Linked DNA regions of Mus musculus: region 2 is linked to region 1. The links are chromatin contacts, called in public promoter capture Hi-C maps. All regions are on one chromosome and are shown on one strand. The core of a region is the stretch at or near the end of the contact, and the rest is flanking DNA. Distances in the headings are between cores, read along the strand shown. Region 1 overlaps Slc45a3 (solute carrier family 45, member 3). Region 2 overlaps Nfasc (neurofascin).

Region 1 (6,751 bases), core at 2,371-4,870:
CAGAGGTTTAGTCCATTATCATCATGGCAGGAAGCATGGCAGCATGCAGGCAGACATAATGATGGAGGAGGAACTGAGAGTTCTACATCTGGATCTGTAGGCAGCAGGAAGAGAACAACACTGGACTTGGCTTGAGCTTTGGAGACCCCAAAGCCCTCCTCACCCCCACCCCCAGTGACACACTTCCTCCAACAAGGCCACACACACCTCCTACTCTTTCCAAGTAGTGCCATTCCATGATGACCAAGCATTTGAGTATATGAGCCTAGAGGGGCCACTCTTATTCAAACCACCACACCAAGCAGCACTGACACTCACTCTCCTTTGGCAGCTAGCTGTACATGACCTGAATAATTAATTACCCTATGCTCCATTAGATAACATGGCATACAGGCAAGTAATTAAACAGTCTTCTTTTAAACTGTGGTGTTTGAGTGTGTGTGTGTGCGTGTGTGTGTGTGTGTGTGTGTGTGCAGAGGCAGAAAGAGGGTGTTCAGCCCCCTAGAGTTGGAATGACAAGAACTTGTGAATGCTGGGCACAGAACTCCGGTTTTCTGGAAGAGCAGCAAATGCTCTTAGCCACTGAGCAATCTCCCCACCCAGAATACTTCTCTTGGAGCTACATACCAAAGTTTTACAAGTGAAATAAAATGGCATAGCAGAGAATTTTAAGAACTAACCCCTGGAAAGGAACCGATTTTTGAGTTGCGAAGCCGGGGTCTGGTTATACCACACATACTGTTTGACAATTTTCACAATAAAGTTAGATAATACAGAGGACTTTGTTTTGTAATATTTTATTGTCATTTATGTGTATGTCTGTATGATGAAGTCTGAGGGTCATCAGATCACTTGGGACTGGAGTTACAGGCAGTTTTGAGCCGCCTGGTACAGGTGCTGGGAGCTGAGCTTGGGTCCTCTGCAAGAATAGTACGCACTGACCATTGAGCCATCTTCTCCAGTCCCATAGAAACCTTTTCAAAAGTAAAACGAGCCCTCGTGTGGGTATTAACTGTGCTGACCACTCTAGAATGTCAGGGGCAGGAATGTCTGGGTTGGAGAGCTCAGAGAGAGGGCAAGGCAGGAAGGACTGAGCTGGACCAGGTGAGGGTATGATGTGAAAGAACGTTGCCATGGCAACTACTGAAATCCTGCCTCCACACGCCAACTGTCCTCACTGTGAACGCTCCATCTTCAGTGACCCCTGGAGAAGCAGAAAACTGCACAGTGTTGCACTTAAGACTCTTCCTGTCTCTACCTTCAGTCCCTATGCCTGTACCTGGCCCATGGCTCCACCTGCTGGCCACACATGGGAACTGACGCTGCCAAAGCTAAGAGTCCCCCAGGAACAGAGTGAGGCTGATTTTAGAATGGCCTCCTCCTCATACAGAAAAGACAAACACATATCAAGTAAACATATACGAAGCTTTTAATTTCATCACCATAAACATTATACTCTGATTTATCACATACGGTATAAAATATTTACTCTGCTAAATAAATAAGACATAGATAACATTATTGCAATCAGCACTGAAATCCCCCTCGACGTGATGAGCTCACTGGCTCTGGCGGGGAGTACTCCTGAGTTTGTGTGAGATTCCCCAGGCTGTGACAGATATGCCCCAGAGGCTGAGATGGGCAGAAGCCTAAGGAACCACATTTGTGCTTAGGATTCAGAAAGCCCCATAGAGAGGTCCTGGAGCCAGGGGACAGACTTGGAAGGGCAATCTCTTCACAGTCCTTTCCCATAGGGAGAAGTGGGCAATCAGGGAACCAAACTGGGTCAAGAGAGAATTGGGATTTGGTATGCTGTGGAGACCTTGGGTCCCAATCCTTGAGCAGGAACATCTTATGGCTCTCAATTAGGATGAAGAGATTGCCCGAGGTACTGGGCTGAGCAGTTTGGGGGACCATATCTATCACCCCAGAAGAGGAGTCTGGCAATATCTAACACAGTGACCAGCTATTTTAGGGGACCCAGTTTTGGGGAATCCCACCCTACTCAACTCCTAGGCACAACATAAAAAGGCTGGGAATGAATTTTCTTCTCATTTGTTAAATAAATAATAAATTAAATATTTAAAGGCCTGTGTCTCTGTGGCCAACAAGCTGAGCCATTTCCTGAAACAAGTGGGGGGTGGGAGACTCAGCAGAAAGGCAGTGCTGTAGATCACGGGGTTTCATCTTGCCTGCTAGGGTTCCTCCTTCCAACTTCCACCCTGCCAAACCCTGTGGAGGAGAGCATCCTACAAGAAACTCCCATGCAAGAGCAACAGTGGCAGAATCTGGTCAAGGGACTTGGAGGGAAGTTTGTTCAGGTCCCCCAAATCCTCCCTCTGGTGACTTAAGCAGGAGGTTAGCTGTTAACCTGGAGCCTTGATACAGGACACCTGAACAGACCACATTTCAATCCCTGCAGAACTTCAGAATGACTTCCATGCGAGAGGCTGCCAGTAGGCCAGCCAGACTCTGAAGCCAGAGCCCCGAAAGCTCTGGCTCCTATCTGTGCAACAATACACCTCACTGCCTTAGGGTGGCAGCAGAGAGCCACTTAGGCGACAAAGACCTGGAGAGGCCAGCTCTGCAGCCCTCTAAGGGCTGAGAACCCATGAGGCAGACCCTCTCTTTGATGCCTTACACAATTCTACACTGAGTATTTGGCCAAGTCGTTCTTGTCAAACACTACCTGTGTAGCAAAGTAAATGGCGACCAGACCCAAGCCTGCAGCTGATACCATATAGGCAGTGACAGAGTGGCTCAGCTGGACAATGGAGCCCATGAACAGGGACGGAGCCACCTGGGACAGCAGAAAGGCACTGTCCAGAATGGCCAGGTCCAGGCAAATGCCCCGTCCCGTAACAACCCTGGCCTCAGGTGGCTCACCCACCACCACTCGCATGGAGACATCGCAGGCAGAGGCCCCACAGAGTGCAGGTGGAGGGGCCAGGATGCCGCTGCTGCCAGAGCCCACGTGTCCATTGGGGAAGAGAGCTCCTGGCTTAGGGCCTGGCAAGAAGCTGGTTGTCTGGCTGTCCTCACCGCTGCTACCTCCAGCGTCCCCTCGGTATTTGGGCAGGAACACCTGAGGGTGGGGATAAAAAGGAAACAAAGACAGGTGTGTATTCAGGTGCGGGGATTCCCGTATATGACAACAGGCCCTCACTGCCTCTAATCAGGGGCTATAGGAAACCAGGCAACTGGCTTTCAGGGGGGGGAAAAAAATCCAAAACCTAAGGAGGTGCTACTTGGTGTGGATTCCAAGCAGACTCTCCACCCCCACCCCCCACCCCCTTAACATGGTTGGGGAAACAGCCTGAAGTCTATTCTAGCTTTTCTTAGAATACACAAGGAGTCAGTCAACTCAGATCCACAGATTGAGAAAAGTGCAGAGCCCTCTAGAAAAGATAGGAAACTGAGACAGAATAGAGACAGAAGAACAGAGGGGGAAACAAAAACAAACAAACAAACAAACAAACAAAGGAGGTGCTTTCGAGGTCCCAAGTTCCACAGGGACTACCTCAACCCCCTGCACACCCTTCCTTCCACTGGGCCATAGGGAAGTCTTCACTGTCCTGCCCCTCTAGGATCCAGGCCTGCTAGAGATAACTGTTCAACACGAGGTCACTGCCTTGGCCTTTGCCTTTGGCCAGGGAGAGCCCAGTAATTGGGCCTACAAAAGGGAGAGGCAGCAGGGAGAACTTTTTTTTTTTCTTGTTGACCTCCACAGCCCAGCTGCCTGACCCTGACATTTTTCAATTTCTTCCTGTAGGCTGCCAGGGACTAGAGAACACATGCCTGTAGGGTCACCACCCCCCTCCACCAACCCTAAGCCCCAATGGCCTGGGGCTTCCTACTGAATAACAAGACAAGGTTTTACCCCATACTGGTCCCTGTGCCAGGCGGTGTCTAACACAGAAGGCTGATGAAGCTGGTTGCAACAGAGAGCTGGAAGCTCCCAGGCAGTACCAGAGAAACCCACAACTCATCAGCTCATCCCATAACTCAGGAAGTGGCAAAGGACAGTTGGACAGTATGCAGGACCAAGCCTGTCCCCAGCTACTGCTATAGACCCTTTTATTCCTGCCTGCCATCCAAGGAAAGGCCACTAAGGCTGGCTACTAGAAAGGTCCCCAGGACAGACATGTTCCTCAGTACAGAGAGGAAGGCTACTCCTGGTATAACCACAGGTGCTCAAGCCTCATCTTTGGACAGCAGCTTTTAAAGCCCCAGCCCAGAGCTCCATAAGAGTCAACAGGGCTGGTGAGATGGCTCAATGGGTAAGAGTACCCGACTGCTCTTCCAAAGATCCAGAGTTCAAATCCCAGCAACCACATGGTGGCTCACAACCATCCATAACGAGATCTGATGCCCTCTTCTGGTGTGTCTGAAGACAGCTACAGTGTACTTACATATAATAAATAAATAAATCTTTAAAAAAAAAAAGAGTCAACAGGAAGGACCAGGTTCCCATTACCAGCCCACCCCCCACCACACCCCTGCAAATTACTGCTGAACAAGCTGTGGGCCAGGGCCAGGTCTTTCCTAACTCTGAAAACTCTAGAAGGGGAAGGCCTGTGGTCTCTTCCCTAAGCTACACCAACTTGTGCTTCTTCTGATGGAGTTCTGAATCCAGGTCCTTAAAGCTCAGGGAGGACAGTGCTGGAGACAGGGTGAGCACGCTGTCTAAGTCAGGAAGCCTGCCAAGGAAGAGGGCCTTCTGCAGGAACTGGTTAGTGTGGATTAAGGTGCCAGCGCCCCGGCCTCTCCTCCCCCTCCCCAGCTTATTAAGCTCAGGTAAACGAAGTTAGTATGTCAGGCTCAGATATGCACTGAAGGGATTGAGGAAAAGGATGGATGCAAAGGAGGAAAGCAGGGAGAGGAGTGGGTGGGTGGGGGACAGAGAGACACAGAGGATTAGAAGGTAAACTAGAAAGAGGGGCAGGAAGAAAGAAGCCTCCGCCATCTTGCAGCAAGCAGGATACAGATCCATCACATTGCCTCTCTTAGCAAAGATTAGCTAAGGCCAGGCCATTTCCACTGCCACCTGCCACAGCCACACGCCAGGGACCCACACTCTACCTCTGGATATAATAATACAGCCCAGAATAAAGGACTTCCGCTGTATGCTTATTGTTCAAGATTCCTAGTGAGGGACTCAGCACTTCCTGCAATCATCCACTCAAGTGCTTTCTAGTTCTAAAGCCAGGAAGTCATTCCTAGAATCTACCCTTCTTCAGCGGCTGTAGCCTCTGGCCCCAGCTGTCCTCTCTGGTCAGAGAGATCCAAGTCTTTTCCAACATCACTTGTCAGACGCCACATACTCAGGCCGCCCCCACCCTGTACTAGCCAATGGGAGTACCTGCTTCTCACGGTGGTAGAGGGAGGCGAGCGTGTAAGGCAGGATCTGCAAGGCCGAGAAGGTGAACCCGGTGAGGGCAGCTGAGGCTGTCACTACCACCACGCTGTGGGACAGGCAGGTGGCAGCGGCAGCCACAGGAAAGGTCATCACACTGGCCAGATAGACTGACCGTGTGCCGAACTTCTGTACCAGCCTGTCCATGACCAGGGAGAAGACCAGGGAGATGGCACACTGCAGGAAGAGCCCCAGGCTGCCCATTCGAATGCCTGGAGGTAGGGAAGAAGTGGGGTAAGGACCCTACACAATCTAGGGGGAGCTAGAGACTAGTAGCCATGGGCATCTGCTCCCTGGGGCCCTCCCCACCTGCCTGCAAGGACGACAGCATCTAGATTGTAATTAGTGAAGGTGACCAGGGCTGTTGACAAAGGGCAGAGGAAGATGTTCCAGGGAAGAAGTACAAGGTATGTAAGGGTGGGGGGATCACAAAACAGCCCCCACACTGGCTCTAAGACAGTTCTGTGGAATGCTGAACTAGAAGGCATGGTGAGTTACTGGAAAGCAAGCAGGGAGCACAGGACCCAATGGAACTGGAGCCACATAGACCTAGAAGCCCTACTGAGTCACCAAGACAGCAGCAGCAGTGTTCATGAGCTACTGCATATAGAGAGATCCTTTTTCCTTTACTGACGGGGAGCTGGGACCCAGGGTAGAGTCACCCAGGGTAGAGTCACCCAGGCTGTGAGCATCTCCCAACCCTGGCCTGTCCTCTGCAGGGCAGCCGCCAATAGCAGCTTCCACTGGTGCTAAAGACTCACCTTCATCATAGTGTCTCCGGGCCTCGGTGCCTGGCTCGGCTCTGGGTACACCCTGGTACAGCCCCTCTCCCACGAAGTCCGTGTAGAACAGTGTGAAAGTCATAAGTGCCATCCAGCTGCACAGCTCAGCCACAAAGAGTCGGCGTAGGGTGCGAGGCATGCGGCAGCACAGCTGCTGCAGCCGGGGAAACAGGGTACCCAGATTCCGGAAAGCCAGGCCAACGTGGCATGGGCAGCATCGGCGCGACACGGCAGAGACCAACAACCCTTCTGCCGGCTCGGGTGGGCCCAGTACTGCCTCCTCCGTCACAAACAGAGTGGCTGCCATGCAGATGAGGAAAATGAGGGTGAGGAGGCCAAAGAGGCATTCTTCCTGAGTACCCAGGTAGGGGGCCAGAACGCTGGTGTCCCAGTCAATGGCAGGTAAGAGGTAGCCCAGGCAGCCCCCAAGGCTGATCATGAAGGCGTAGACAGAGAAGGCTTGGCGGCAGTGGTCTGGGTCCCGGAAGAGGTCGGAGAGTAAGGCCTCCAATGGAGTAAAGCACACCTGGCCACAAAAGTCCAGCAGCCCCAC
Region 2 (6,708 bases), core at 776-3,275, 610 kb before region 1:
CCTGCAGTTTCCATGCCTTTCTGTGGCTGGGAGGCTAAGGTTGCCCATCACAGGCCACACTGTCATCCATTCTGGGTTTGAATATGAACAGGAAGGACTCAGGGTCTGTGGACAGAAAGGCAAGTTTATGTTGGGGATTGGGGAAGCCATCAGTAGGCAAAGAAGGGAGAGGTAGGGGAGGGGGACAGAAACCACAGAGACGATGGGGTGGGCGGAAAATTAAGAGTGAAGAACTGGGAGTGGTTGCCTGCTCCGAGTCCCTGGAGGACAGAGCCCAGACTCCTGCCCACCACTCCTCTGAGCTAAGGCTCCAGGGCTGGACCCGTCTGATATTTCTGAGACTTTGTAGGTGGTATGTGGCCCACAGTTTGTGCCATCCCCGGGGTTCAAATGGTTTAGTGTGTGTGTCCTTTGACCACTCTCCTGGTTCCTGGTTGAATGCATGCTGGGTGCTTAAAGCTACACAGACCATGAGAAGAAAATGAACCACACACCAGCTTCATTCTCTTCCTCACCCATGGCTGTATGTTGGTTGCTGAGGTCCTTCTGGACCAGTGCGGATGCTTGGGGGGGGGGGGGGGGCTTCTGACTTCTGAGCCCATCTCACCACTGGGCTGCCTGCCTTGCACGTGGGGGCCAGATGTACTAGCTGTGTGCTACCAGACCAACCAGACTCGGTTGTTTCACACTTCCCTCTTAGCTCCTCCCACGTTGCCCCCGACTACTGTGGGTACCACAGGCCTTGTGAGCAGTACTGATGCTACTGCCCTTGCTGCCACCAGTGAAGCCACAACAGTTCCCATCATTCCAACCGTCGTACCTACCACCGTCGCCACCACCATTGCCACAACTACTACAACCACTGCCGCCACCACCACCACCACCACTACGGAGAGCCCTCCCACTACCACTGCTGGGACTAAGATTCACGAAACCGGTATTGTGCACTGCCCATGCTCCTGACCCCTTCTGAGTCCACCTCCCAGCTTCTCCAGACAAACCCAGATTTCCCTGGCTGAGCAATGGGCTTTGGAGTGGCAATTACCAACCCAGCCCTGCCATGTTTTACATTGCAAACCAGGCCCAAAGACCCTGTCCTGAGCACACACAGGTGGTCACTCACCACCCAGGACTCCTTAATGCTAATCAGATCTTCCACAGGGCTCTGGGCTTCTCAGAGAGCATCCCAAGCATATGCCAAGTAGCCAGCCAGGGATGGGTACTCAAGAAGAGAAGTGGTGAGAGGGGAAGGTTCTAATGGCTGTGTGCCTGGCCAGTTGCTGGCTACACCACGTCTGTCCACCTCTAGGGACAAAGACCAGGAGGAGGAGGAGGAGCAGGGAGTGGCTGCTGTACCATGCGGCAATGTGTCTGGAACCCCTGCCCCTTCCTTGCACCCCAGTCCCAAGGGACTCCTTGCAGGTATTTCTTTTTAATAGTTAGAGCGTGCAGGAGATGGTGTTCCCAGGCCTAACGATGCTCCATCGCTTTTCTATCACTCCTAAAGCACTCCTCCTTGGAGGAGGAACTGCCAGAGTTCTAGGGATGGCTTTAGGGCCCCTGGGCTCCACAGCTCTGCTCCTTGAGCATGAAAAGATCCTTGGAGAATCCAACCATTTCTGAATCCCAAGCATCAACCTTGTATTATCACAAGAGTAGGGGGTCCCTAACTTCCGGCACCCAGGAGGCAGCTATAAAAATAGCCTGAAGCAGCAGGAAAGACTTCCAGGAAGTATCCAGAATGCTCCCATTCCTGGAGAATCATTCGACGCCCCACCCCCACCCCCAGCCTCCATGGCTTTTGCTTCTTGGGCAAGTCCCTCCCACCTCCCAGCCTCACTGCCTCCCACCCACCTGCCTGTTAGCCTCTGAATGCAGGTGGAAGCTGGACAGTCCTGTTAGCGGTTGCTCAGTTCTGTGGTGTCACGTGAGCTGTAGGCAGAGGCAGGTGAGTCACAGCCGAGCCCCTCAGCCCGCGGAAAGCCTGATTTGCTTGAGAGGCGGAGTACTGGAGTGTAAACATGGAGGTTAGGGGCAAAGTCAGCCCAGGCGAGGCTGCCGTCAGCGGCTTGGGGGTCACTGTCCTCTAGGGCACAGTGAGCGATTTTCACCGGAGGATGGCTTTTTGAATCTTTAAAGTGCTTCAATTCATAGAGTTGAGCCAAGAATCCAGAAACAGTGGAACCTTGCGCCCTGGCAGTTCCTGACCTAGAAACATCATTCTTACCGCAGGCAGGACTGACCCCGTGACCCCGTGACTCACTGCCCAGGTGTAGGCCTTGTCTGAAGCCACAGAGGGCCTGGCCTCAGCCCCAGTCTTATGGGGAGTTTAGGGACAACCGGAAAGTATCTTGGCTTCCAGGGAATCTTTTAAATGAAATTTCATCTTCGTCTTGTCTTCTACCATCACATAAAATGTCTCATAACTTCTCCTTTTGCAGGGTATCCTTTGTGTCATTTTCTAGATTTGGGTGCTGCTCCCTAGCTCTTATGTGCCAGGAGCTGGTGGAACAGCGCGTGCTGATCATGGCCTCCCTTTGAACTTCCCAGCCCCCCAGAGTTCACCTTCTGGGCCCCTCCCCTTTGAACACCACAGTTCTTTAGCAGTCATCGTTCTGGCCTGTCCGTATGGTCCCCACCTCAGAATCATCTTGGTCTCCCACTGCTTGGGTTTTTCTTTTCTCTGTGTATATAATGTGTGTGTGTGTATGCACGTTAGCGTGTATGAATATAGATACATACATGACAATCAGAGGAAACAGCCTTAAGTGTTGATGCTGGCTTTCCATCTTATTTGAGACAGTCTCTTGTGGTTTGCTGCTGTACACACAGGGCCTACAAGCTTCACATTCGTATTCTTTCAGCCTCAGGTCTCCTGGTCTATAGTGACGGACCCTTGTGTTTCTGTATTCAGCTTCTGTTTGGGTTTGGGGATCCTAACTCGGTTTGACAGGCTTGCTTGACAAGCATCTCAGTCACTGCCACAGCTACTTGGCCTTTCCTAAGAGCACCCTGAACCTCACTGCCTTTGAGGGCATCAGATCTGACTCAGTATTACCTTGGGGGTCAGACCGTTTAATGTAGATGCAAATGCTATTGTATAGAGTCCCGGACTGAGGATAAAGATGGTCAAAATGGACCATGGAGCAGAGAAGCAGCCTGTCCCCCTCCCTCTTAGGCAGCAGGCTGCCTTTCTCGGCCCTTCTCTTGACACACACTGTGTCTTGACACACACTGTGTTCACCTGGGGCAACCTGACAGGATTGCAGTAGGGGAAAAACACTTCTTTGAAGTGAAAATCAGAAAATCTTTTATCACTTCCCCAGCCCTGCAGACTCAGTCACATGGCAGATAGATAATGCATAAATGCACCGTCAATACACTCTATTCATTTATGTTTGACAACTGAGTTGGTGACAGTGCCCCCTTGCATTCTAATTAAATATACAGGAGCCATGCTTGTAAAGCCTTTGAACTACAAGCATCCCGGCTAGTCCTCTGCTGCTAAATCTTTGCTGGGAAATGTGGTAATCAGACTTTTGGGACTCTTACAATAGGAGGCTGCTGCCGTTCTCCTATAGACAAGGGGGCTATGGTTTCAGACAGCTCGGTGGCTTTGATAGAGCAGTTCCCAGACCCCCCCAGAGCTTGATAATTAACGTCCTCTTTGTTATAAGGAGATGAAGCCTCAGTAGCTATATGGCTGGGAAGCCAGCAAGCAGGGTTCTAGTGTAGAGAACACTAAGGTTGGGCTACCGAGAAGAGCTCAGCATCCTTTGGTCCCATCTGGCTTGTGACAGGGATGCCAACTCTGACTGGATTAGGGACCCTGAAGTTCTAAGCCACACAGTACCGGCCATCCAGGCTTTCATTGATCAGGGGTCCTCAGATCCAGGGCACCTGCCTGGATTAGTATTCGATAGCTTCAGGAAGCCAGGGGACTTTGCCTGTATTTAGTCCCATCCTTGCTGCTAGTTATTCTTCCGTGATTTTTGGCAGTGCTAGGTGTGGAACCCATGTGCCCCCCCACAAGCACACTGCTACTGAGCCACACCCCAAGTCACATCTGCTTGATTTTCAAAAGCAACCTCTCTTCTGGTTGGAAACAAAAAGCCTACTCGCCCTGTCTGCTGGCATCCCGACCACAGGGCCTGTTTCTTTGCCCCTTTCCTTGCACTGTTCCGATCTATGGCAAGGAATCCAAAATAAGGGAATCAGTGGAATGACCAGAAGCCTACACTTGTTCCCATCTTGTGAGGTGTGAGAGACAGCTTCCTGATCTCCTTCACATGCAGACAGGTCCCCTGGCTGTCCTTGCTCAGCGCTGGGTAGCTAGCTACCCTTGGCCTGTGGCTATCAAGACGGCAGCCTGTAGCTCTACTGGGCTGAGTGCACAGCCTTTCCTGACCCCTCCCTTTCCCAGCAGGCTCTGGGTGTGAGAGTATGCATGTATATGGATGTGTCTCTCTGAGTCTCCTGTGCCACCTCTGTCCTCACCATTAATTCCTCTTCTAACCCGTCCTCCGCCAGCCCCCGACGAGCAGTCCATTTGGAACGTCACAGTGCTCCCCAACAGTAAATGGGCCAACATCACCTGGAAGCACAATTTCAGGCCTGGAACTGACTTTGTGGTTGAGTACATCGACAGTAAGCATTGCTATGTGGGGTGGGCGTGGCGGCCACGGCACAGTGCTGGTGGGTTAGGGTCATGCTAGATGCCCATTAAGGAGATCCTGTTGAACTCCCTCAGGCTTAGAAGCCTTTTAGCCTGGCTTCATTTTAGCCTCATGAAATCGATCCCTACCAGAGGTAGCGGAGGTGGAAGGAACACACAGCCTTGAGCAGGAAGGGACCTCTGATGCCATTAGCAAAGGCCTTGAATAGCATGTGTCATGGAGGATCCGTGGACTATGACCTGTGTCTACTCATACACAGAATAACGATGCTGAGTGTCCTAAAGTGAGCCTGGTCTCATTTCTGGGTTGATCTGACCGAGACCCAGGATGTTCTGATGGCTCTGCTGTACTGTCCGGGCCACAGACCTGAGCTGCAGGTACTTTCAGTGCAGAGACTAGTAGGAAGCAGCAGTCACAGACCAGACAGCCAGTGGTTCACCGTTACCCACGCACTCATTCAGAGCTTGGGATCAAACACTGAATGGACTGCAGAGTGTGTTCCAAACATCTGCCCTTGCCAAAGCGGGGCCCCTGGTCCTGCAGGGTGAAGCCCATATCTCTCTCACGTGGGCAAGAGTAATGATGCCAATACACTGGCCAGAAAACACAGCCCGCTTATTCCTTCCCCTAAGATCTCTTAGGAGATGAAAACCTGGCGCTAGGTTTTGTGGTTGGAGGAGGACTTTAGAGCCTCGGGCGTCCCTATTTAGGTCTGGTTGTTTTCAGCTTCCTGCCACCACCATTGCCTCCCACAACCCTGAAATGTAGATACTTTGTCTGATATGCCAATATGCAATGTGGCAAAGAGTTCGAGAAGAACCCAGGAGTGTAGTGAGAGCCACCTCCGTGTGAGATACTAACCATGTGGCCTACTAACCAGCATGCTGGCCCTCCCAGAAAGCGAATCACAGCCAGGGCAGCTGACACGCTTCAGGGCCGAGACAGCCAATCTTGATAGGCTTAGTGCTAAGACCGTGCGTGGTGAGGAAGGAAGACTTCAGGGGGAGACATCATGTAGGAGTTAGAGCTGCATGCTGGAACTGCCTGTTCTGTGTGGTGGACTGGACCCGGGGTGCCTTAGCCTCGGTTTCCCCACCTCTCTGCCTCTGACAGATAAACAGGAACGTAAACATTCTCTCCAGCTCCTGGTGCCTGGTTGTAAGCTGACCTAGGTTTCTGTTCCCCAGGCAACCATACGAAAAAAACTGTCCCTGTTAAGGCCCAGGCCCAGCCTATACAGCTGACAGACCTCTTTCCCGGGATGACGTACACGTTGCGGGTGTATTCCCGGGACAACGAGGGCATCAGCAGTACCGTCATCACCTTTATGACCAGTACAGGTGAGAGGGGATCTGGCCTTGCCATCCCCTGCAAGCATGGGCGCATCTCATCCTCACCCCCAGCTTCCTGCTTGTCTCTTCTTGGAAACAGGTCTCATCTCCACCCCATTCCTTGCCTTGCATGGCGTGTCTCTGACCTGGAGGAAGTCAGAAGCAGTCAGGTGTGCATGCCCAGTGGAGAGCAAGCCAGGATCTGAGCCAGGGGACTGAGTGGGGGTGTGTGTGAGAGGGGGGGCAGATCAGAGGAAACAAAAGACTGAATAATGAGGACAGGGAATGTACAGTCCCCTCCACCAAAGAGCTCAGTGCATGCACAGACTTGATCAGTGGGGGTTGGGGCTGGGGACTTCGGGAGAGCTGTGCACCGTGCCCCCACTGTTTGGGAGCTTGCTTTCTCCGCGTAGAATGAGGGGAGGAGGCCAACCCGGGGTCTTGATTCAGAAATCTCCTGATTAACTAAACCTGGGATCAGTGTGTATGTTGTTGCCATGACAACATCAGCTTTTTCTTTTTTTTTTTTTTTTTTCTTATTTAATTTCACTCTCAGTTTGTTGTGCCTAATAGTAAGTGGTTTGGGCTGTTGGTTTTTGTTTTTCAATCATGCTAGGGCTAGTACCACAGTCTGGCTCTGTAAGAGCGTCAGCCGGGTTAGAGAAGCATCTTCATTATGGGCTGCCTAGGGCTTGGGAGAG

Evidence for each region. Promoter capture Hi-C pulls out the DNA fragments that hold promoters and counts their contacts.
Region 2: a contact with region 1 is called in a promoter capture Hi-C map of liver, with 2.4 times the contacts expected there. The contact joins two enhancer-like sites. A contact is called at or near these places in 2 of 39 promoter capture datasets (liver and pre-B cells) and 1 of 115 datasets of contacts at active chromatin or transcription factors (pancreatic cancer cells).

What each region holds. Positions count from the first base shown.
Region 1 is chr1:131,977,625-131,984,375 of GRCm38.p6, reverse strand. Slc45a3 (solute carrier family 45, member 3) reads right to left here. Exons shown (of 5, transcript NM_001177628.2): 3 at 6,178-6,751; 4 at 5,363-5,628; 5 at 1,404-3,085. The coding sequence ends at 2,648. Among named protein-coding and RNA genes, the nearest start is that of Slc45a3, 18 kb to the right of the region's middle. Within about 2 kb of position 3,620, at least 21 of the 459 cell types and tissues checked have an H3K27ac peak or open chromatin away from gene starts, as enhancers often do. A contact at or near this core is called in liver, where this site is marked.
Region 2 is chr1:132,582,303-132,589,010 of GRCm38.p6, reverse strand. It overlaps Nfasc (neurofascin), which reads left to right. Exons shown (of 30, transcript NM_182716.4): 25 at 701-937; 26 at 4,531-4,647; 27 at 5,864-6,016. Among named protein-coding and RNA genes, the nearest start is that of Gm51646, 38 kb to the right of the region's middle. Within about 2 kb of position 2,025, at least 27 of the 459 cell types and tissues checked have an H3K27ac peak or open chromatin away from gene starts, as enhancers often do. A contact at or near this core is called in liver, where this site is marked.